Linked DNA regions of Zea mays: region 2 is linked to region 1. The links are chromatin contacts, called in public Hi-C maps. All regions are on one chromosome and are shown on one strand. The core of a region is the stretch at or near the end of the contact, and the rest is flanking DNA. Distances in the headings are between cores, read along the strand shown.

Region 1 (3,154 bases), core at 429-2,928:
ATGTGAGTTTTGCACAGTTCATGTCTCAGGTGCATCGAGGTGTCGTAGACGGTCCGACGGAAGGTCTTGGACGATTCACGCGCATGTGATTTCTCCAAAAGCTCCCCTGTCTGGAATAATATACGTTATTCCGGACAATCGACTTAGAATTGAGATGGATGGACTTATGCACCTGTGAAACAATCAACTAGCTATACTACTTTGTCCATAAGGTTGCGATGGTCATAAAAACCAAAATCAATTTAGAGAACATGGTTAAGGCCATTTCCCTTTTAGACTGTCCAACACCCTACGCGCGGACTATCCAGAATCACACCGAGCCCCCACATGGCTCGCAGGCGATGCTCGTCATAACTGGACAGCCCGGATATAAGCCCGGATCGTTCGGTCCCTTCGCAGATCGTTCGGCCACCCCGCCCAGACCATGCAAGTACGTCTAGACAGAATAGGGTGATGCTTACAACACACAATTTTCTACCCACCTCAACAACACTACTATTTCCCGCCTGTGGTGCATCAAAGACGTAGTATACCACCACCACCACCACCATCGATATGCGGTGCACAACTATAGGTATGACCAGACAGTCCGAGTATGATCTCGAACCATCCGAACACATTGTGGACCGTCCGACACCTTACGCCAGACCATTCGGATATGTATACGTAGAACATAGTACTGCGCATAAGGCACAATTTTCATACTCTATCCCACCTACATCGCAATGTATTCGCAACATGCCACCAACCACACATGAGGCCAAATATTTTTTGGCCCTTGCGGAGCTAGAAAGGGTCATCCCATACCACACAACAACGGGATGCGGTACCGTATGCCTCATGGCCTATATTGGAAGCCATCTTTCATCATCTTGGTACAAAAGGCCATCATAATGATAACTGGCCACCTAAGCCCCATGCCTCGAGGACCGATGGCTTACCATCGGTCACTATGGATGAAGTTTGGAAGTAAATAGGCCATATGACCCTCGATGGGACGCCGTTCCATACCCTCCAGAGACTAGTGTTCCAGATTTCTCTAAATTCTCAGATGAGGGCAGTAAAAGCACTCTCGAACACGTAGGCCAATTTCTAGCATAATTGGAAAATTGGCCAACATAGAAGCTTTTCGTGTTTGCCTATTCTCATTATGCCTTACTAGCCTTGCATTCACCTGGTGACCTATTGCCAACCGTTCGACACCTCGCAAAAAGGTCCCCAAGGTCTCGACTCCCCGTGAGCGAGATCTAGGGTTCATTGATGTTTGACCCCAAAGTAGGTGGTGGCTTGTGGAGCAGAAATAAAGGTAGAGTTCAAGGCTGCATCGTAGAGCCTACCCCAAGGTTTTGCACGTCGTGTGGAGGCCCTAGGGTTCATTGGTATTTGGCCCTCCAAAAGATGTCAACACTATTTATATGATATATAAAAATCGTAGTAAAGTACGAGCAACTAACTAGTCTCTGCTCTTTTAAAGCACCAGCTTCGTGCGTTATTCCTCTCTCCTACTTCTCGCTTAACAATTGTCCAATGGACCATTACACCACATATGAGTCGTTACACACAGATGGGCCGTGAGAACCATTAAAACCCAATACAACATAAAACCAAACATAATGTTCCTAGATAGTACCACTTTGCTGGCTAAAGAAGGACGAATGAGTTATAAAAAATATGATAGACTCTATTTTCAACGTATAGCTAATTAAAGGAGAACGAGAGACGGAAAAAAGAGCTAGACTCCTTTATCATCGAATAGCTTTCTCGACGAAAACTGGAGGAGCTAAAATTTTGAAGGAGAACCCCAGACCACCTCGGCCCACGGACCCACGGACCATAGCCCAGAAAGGACCAAGGTGGAAGAAACAAAACGAAAGGCGGTGTCAGCTGCTCCTCCACTTCCCGTGTTTCTAACTCCGGTGGCTCCACCACTAGCAACCCGTGCAGCGAGCCCACCCCGACCACTGCCATGTCGAGGCGCGGCGACTGGGTCTACGAGAACAACGGCGGGTAGCCTCCCTGCGGCCTTCCCACCTCGCCTGCTGGCCGTATCCTATGTGTTCTCTAACGAGGGTCTGTTTGGTCCTGCAGGACCTGCGTGGCCATCGCCGGCGCCGATTACTGTGTCGTCGCGGCGGACACCCGCCTCTCTGTCGGATACAGCATCCTCACGCGCGACCACTCTAAGATCTGCGACCTGTGAGTCCCTGAACCCGATCTCGTGCTTCGATCTGTCCATCTGGGCTTTAGGGTTTGTGGATTGGGAGGCACGAGTGAATTTTGGTGTGGCGTGGGCTAAAATATGGGTGACAAGGCTGGATTCGTAGCAGGATTTGGTGCTGCCACTGGTTCTTTTAGCTAGGGTTTGGTGCGTGGAGGATTGTGTCGAAAATTATGGGGGAAATACCTTTACATTCTATATGTTTTATACGTTTTTCGTTAATGGCTAGTTAGTTCAGCGTCCTCTTTGTGAACGGGAATGCTTAACTGGCTTGCTACTGTGGTATGGTCTTTTGTTCATCAATTTGCTTACTTAATAATGCTGAGCACACTGGGTTGCATGTGGTTCATTCTTCATTCTTCCTAGCCCTAGTTTTATGTCCTATGTTTGCTCTTTCATTCAGATGACTAGGTCATCATAGAATAATATTTTAGATTCTGCTTTCTGCACAAGTAGGGTAACCTTCGTTGCTAAACAAACTTCTGGTTTTGGCAGATGAGCATTTCATTAGCATATCATTGTAGGTAAGGGAGATGTAGGCTTGACATTTAGGTTTACTTTTATATTGAGTAAAATACATTTCCGGTCCTTGTCGTGCTATGTCATCTCGGTCCATAAACTTTCAAAGTGTGTCTCTTAAAGCCTTAATCGTTGTTTGGGTCTCAGTTAGGTCCAAACGGGTTGTGGTTTTACCATACAGCCTAGCACTGGCATATGGACCCCACATGTCAACCTATGTATCTCTTTTCTCTGTTTTCTCTCACCTTCCCGCATCTTGCTCATGTCGTCGCGCGCCACACCGTGTGCCTCCGTCCCGACAACACCGAGGCTTGGGAGCGCTGCGGATGCAGCTTACTTGCACTCTGGAAGCCAGCCGCACACGACGCAGCCGGCTTGGGCGCCGCCTTGCGGTGGACGGGCAGCCACGCTTGCCTT
Region 2 (3,154 bases), core at 175-2,674, 180 kb before region 1:
CTCTCCCTTTTTTAATTCCTTTCGTTCGTCGGATTCATTTTAGCTCATCAAAACTTATATAAGTTACCGAAGCAATCAGGGTAGGATTCATTTCAGCCCCCTAATCCGTGAAAACCAAACAAGACCTCAACTTGACAAAAAATCTGACGCGTCAAACGAGTTCTTACACGCGAAGAAAGTCAATAAGAACAAGGTTAATAGAAGAACCAACTGAAGGCTTTATGGTCTTGCCACATCATCAAAAGCCAACTATAAAACGAACATATATAGTAACCTTATTTTTATGTGACTCTAAGTTGGAAAGGAATGATTTGGATTGGCTGAAAAAAGAAAAGGTCAGCCTTAACTCCCACAACAGACTCTTACTTCTCTAGAATGTGATGGAGTCACTCTTGCTTCTCGTAGAATGTGACGGAGTCAGGCTCCTCACGAGCACCCATTTTCTTCATTTTCTTCTCTCCTATGTTCCGTGTTCTCACCCTGCTACCTAGAATTCGAATGATATATGGAGCTGTTTAGAGGCTATCTGGTCAGTGTTAGGCTATCCGCAGCGGTTTTCTCTAAATTTCTACCCCTATATCACTTTTTTGGTCACATCATCAACATTTCATCCTCTGCTTTTTCATCTTCCGCAGCAGTTTCCCCTAAATACTTTCCCTATACTCCACTACAACCATAAAATAACATTTACTACACCTACTTCCATCTACTATCAATTTTTCTTCTACTAACAATTAATTGAACAGTACAAGCCGGTGTTTGGATCTGGCGAAGCACTGTTCTCAGCGCTAACACTGTTGCTTGTAGGAGAGGCTTTAGGGGTGTCCCCTGCGCCCCTCTCGTTACGCTAAACATATACAGTGTTAGGGGAGTGAGAGGCCCGTCGCATTGGCTGCACACAGACTTAGGGCCACCTTACTGTACTTGCTCTAATCGGAAGCCGCGGCAAGCATAGGGCCACCCTACATCCCAATAAACTCCAGGATGCGTGACCACCCCGGCGACGGCAATAACTAGGATGTACAGCCGTCCCGAAGGACTGATCAATCATTCAACACAACCGTAGCTGGAGCAGTTAACACAGGTGTACCACAACATAAGCACATGGGAGCATGGGGCTAGGTTAAGGCTTGATCACGATCCAAACCGCAATCCCAATCCATGGAGACCCCGTACCAACCGATCGGTCGCCCGACTTCAATGCCACTGCCGCCTTCAACAACAACTAGCGATCGAGGGTCCAAATTCCAGCTTCATCCGAGTTCCGAAACAACAGCAGAGCCAGATCAGTGTCATTCTCACAGTCGGCATGGCCGCAATGGGAACTGAACAAGAGAACCCAGCACGTCTGGTGGGGGTGCTCTGTCCATATGCAATCCCATCGTGGCACTGGAACCTTCTCCCATTTCGTCGACTGTGAATACAGAACTTGGACAGCATCACGTCGCTGGATCAGAGTGCCATTTCTGTTCTCAGAAGGTTTCTTTGTGCCTCAGACGACCCATCATCCTCCGCATAACTCCATCGACGTCGATGGCCTGCATGTACATCAACGGTCACTGCCTTGTCCAGTAAGTAACACGTACGAGACGCCGCCATGGCGGGCAACAAGTTCTCGTCGTACCACCTCGCCGCGGCCCTCCGCCGCGAGCCGGACCCCGCCGCCGCGCTCCGCCTCTTCCTCAACCCTCCCGCATCCGCCACCCCGTTCCGCTATTCCCTCCGCTGCTACGACCTCATCATCTCCAGGCTCGCCGCCGCGCGCCTCTTCCCGGCCATGGAGTCCATCCTCTCGCGCCTGGCCTCCTCCTCGGGTCCCCGGCCCCGCGAGCAGCTCCTCTGCCGCGTCGTCTCCGCCTACGGCCGCGCCCGCCTCCCCGCCGCCGCGCGCCGCGCCTTCGCGCACCCGGCCTTCCCTGGGCCCCGCACCGCCAGGGCTCTCAACGCCCTCCTCCACGCCCTGCTCGCCTGCCGCGCTCCCCTCCGCGACCTCCTCGCCGTCTGCCGTGACGCTGGGACCCCGCCGGACGCGTGCACCTATAACATTCTCATGCGGGCAGCGGCTGCGTCCGGCTCCCTTGCCCACGCGCGCCACATGTTCGACGAAATGCTGCGACGGGGCATCGCGCCGACTGTAGTCACTTTCGGCACCCTCGTCGCCGCGCTGTGCGCTGCTGGCCAGCTGGAAGGCGCGTTCGAGGTGAAGGAAGTGATGGTCCGGCAGTACCACGTGTTGCCGAACGTGTATGTGTATACAAGTCTGATCAAGGGGCTCTGTGAGAAAGGGGATGTGGATGCTGCGGTGGCGCTCAAGGAAGAGATGGCAGGGAAGGCAGATCTTGTGCTGGATTCTGCTGTGTATGCGACGCTTGTACGGGCGTTGTTCCAGGTAGGGCGAAAAGGTGCGGTAGTTGGATTGCTGGAGGAGATGAAGGGGAGTGGGGTTGTGGCTGATACGGTGGTGTACAATGCCATGCTCGCAGGCTTTTGTGAGGATGAGAAGGATCTTGCTGCTGCGTTCGCTGTGCTTGACGATATGCAGAAGAATGGGTGCAAGGCGGATGCGGTGAGCTATAATACATTAGTTGCAGGGTTGTGCAAGCTGGGCCGGTGGCGGGATGCACATGAATTGGTTGAGGATATGCCAAGGCAGGGGTGCCATCCAGATGTGGTGACCTACAGAATGCTCTTTGATGGGATGTGTGCTGCTGAGGAGTTTCTTGAAGCAAACCAGGTTTTGGATGAGATGGTTTTCAAGGGTTTTGCGCCAAGCAACGATGGTGCACAGAAGTTTGTCCAGGGGATTGAGAAGGAAGGAGATGTGGTATTGCTAGAGTCAGTGTTGTGCCGACTAGCGAAGGTGAATGCTTTGGTGCCAAGTGGATGGGAAAAAGCTGTAAGTGGTGCGCTGAATGATCCCACAGAGTTGAGGCTAGAGAAGCAGCTTGACTCTTTAAGAATTGCTTGATTAGACACCATAGTGGATTTGATCAATACAGTTTGAGTAGCAAAAAAATGGCAAGCATGATTTTTAAAGAAATCAATTTGTTCATCTGTTATACAAGGCTGCCTTGCAGGAGTCTTACCCAATTCAGGTTAGTTTCTTGCAGGTAGTATTATTAAAGTCAGAGAAAGATTAAAATGGAATCTAAGG

Evidence for each region. Hi-C and Micro-C count contacts between places; a contact is called where the count stands out from the background.
Region 2: a contact with region 1 is called in a Hi-C map of ear, with 4 times the contacts expected there. The contact joins the promoter of LOC100285499 here to the promoter of LOC103632974 in region 1. A contact is called at or near these places in 5 of 25 Hi-C or Micro-C datasets (ear, endosperm, leaf and 1 more) and 1 of 3 datasets of contacts at active chromatin or transcription factors (leaf).

The regions. Positions count from the first base shown.
Region 1 is chr7:142,666,654-142,669,807 of Zm-B73-REFERENCE-NAM-5.0, reverse strand. LOC103632974 (proteasome subunit beta type-1) reads left to right here and starts at 1,678. Exons shown (of 7, transcript XM_008654675.2): 1 at 1,678-2,007; 2 at 2,089-2,196. The coding sequence starts at 1,967.
Region 2 is chr7:142,849,177-142,852,330 of Zm-B73-REFERENCE-NAM-5.0, reverse strand. LOC100285499 (rf1 protein) reads left to right here and starts at 1,424. Exons shown (of 1, transcript NM_001158391.2): 1 at 1,424-3,154. The coding sequence starts at 1,598. The coding sequence ends at 2,968.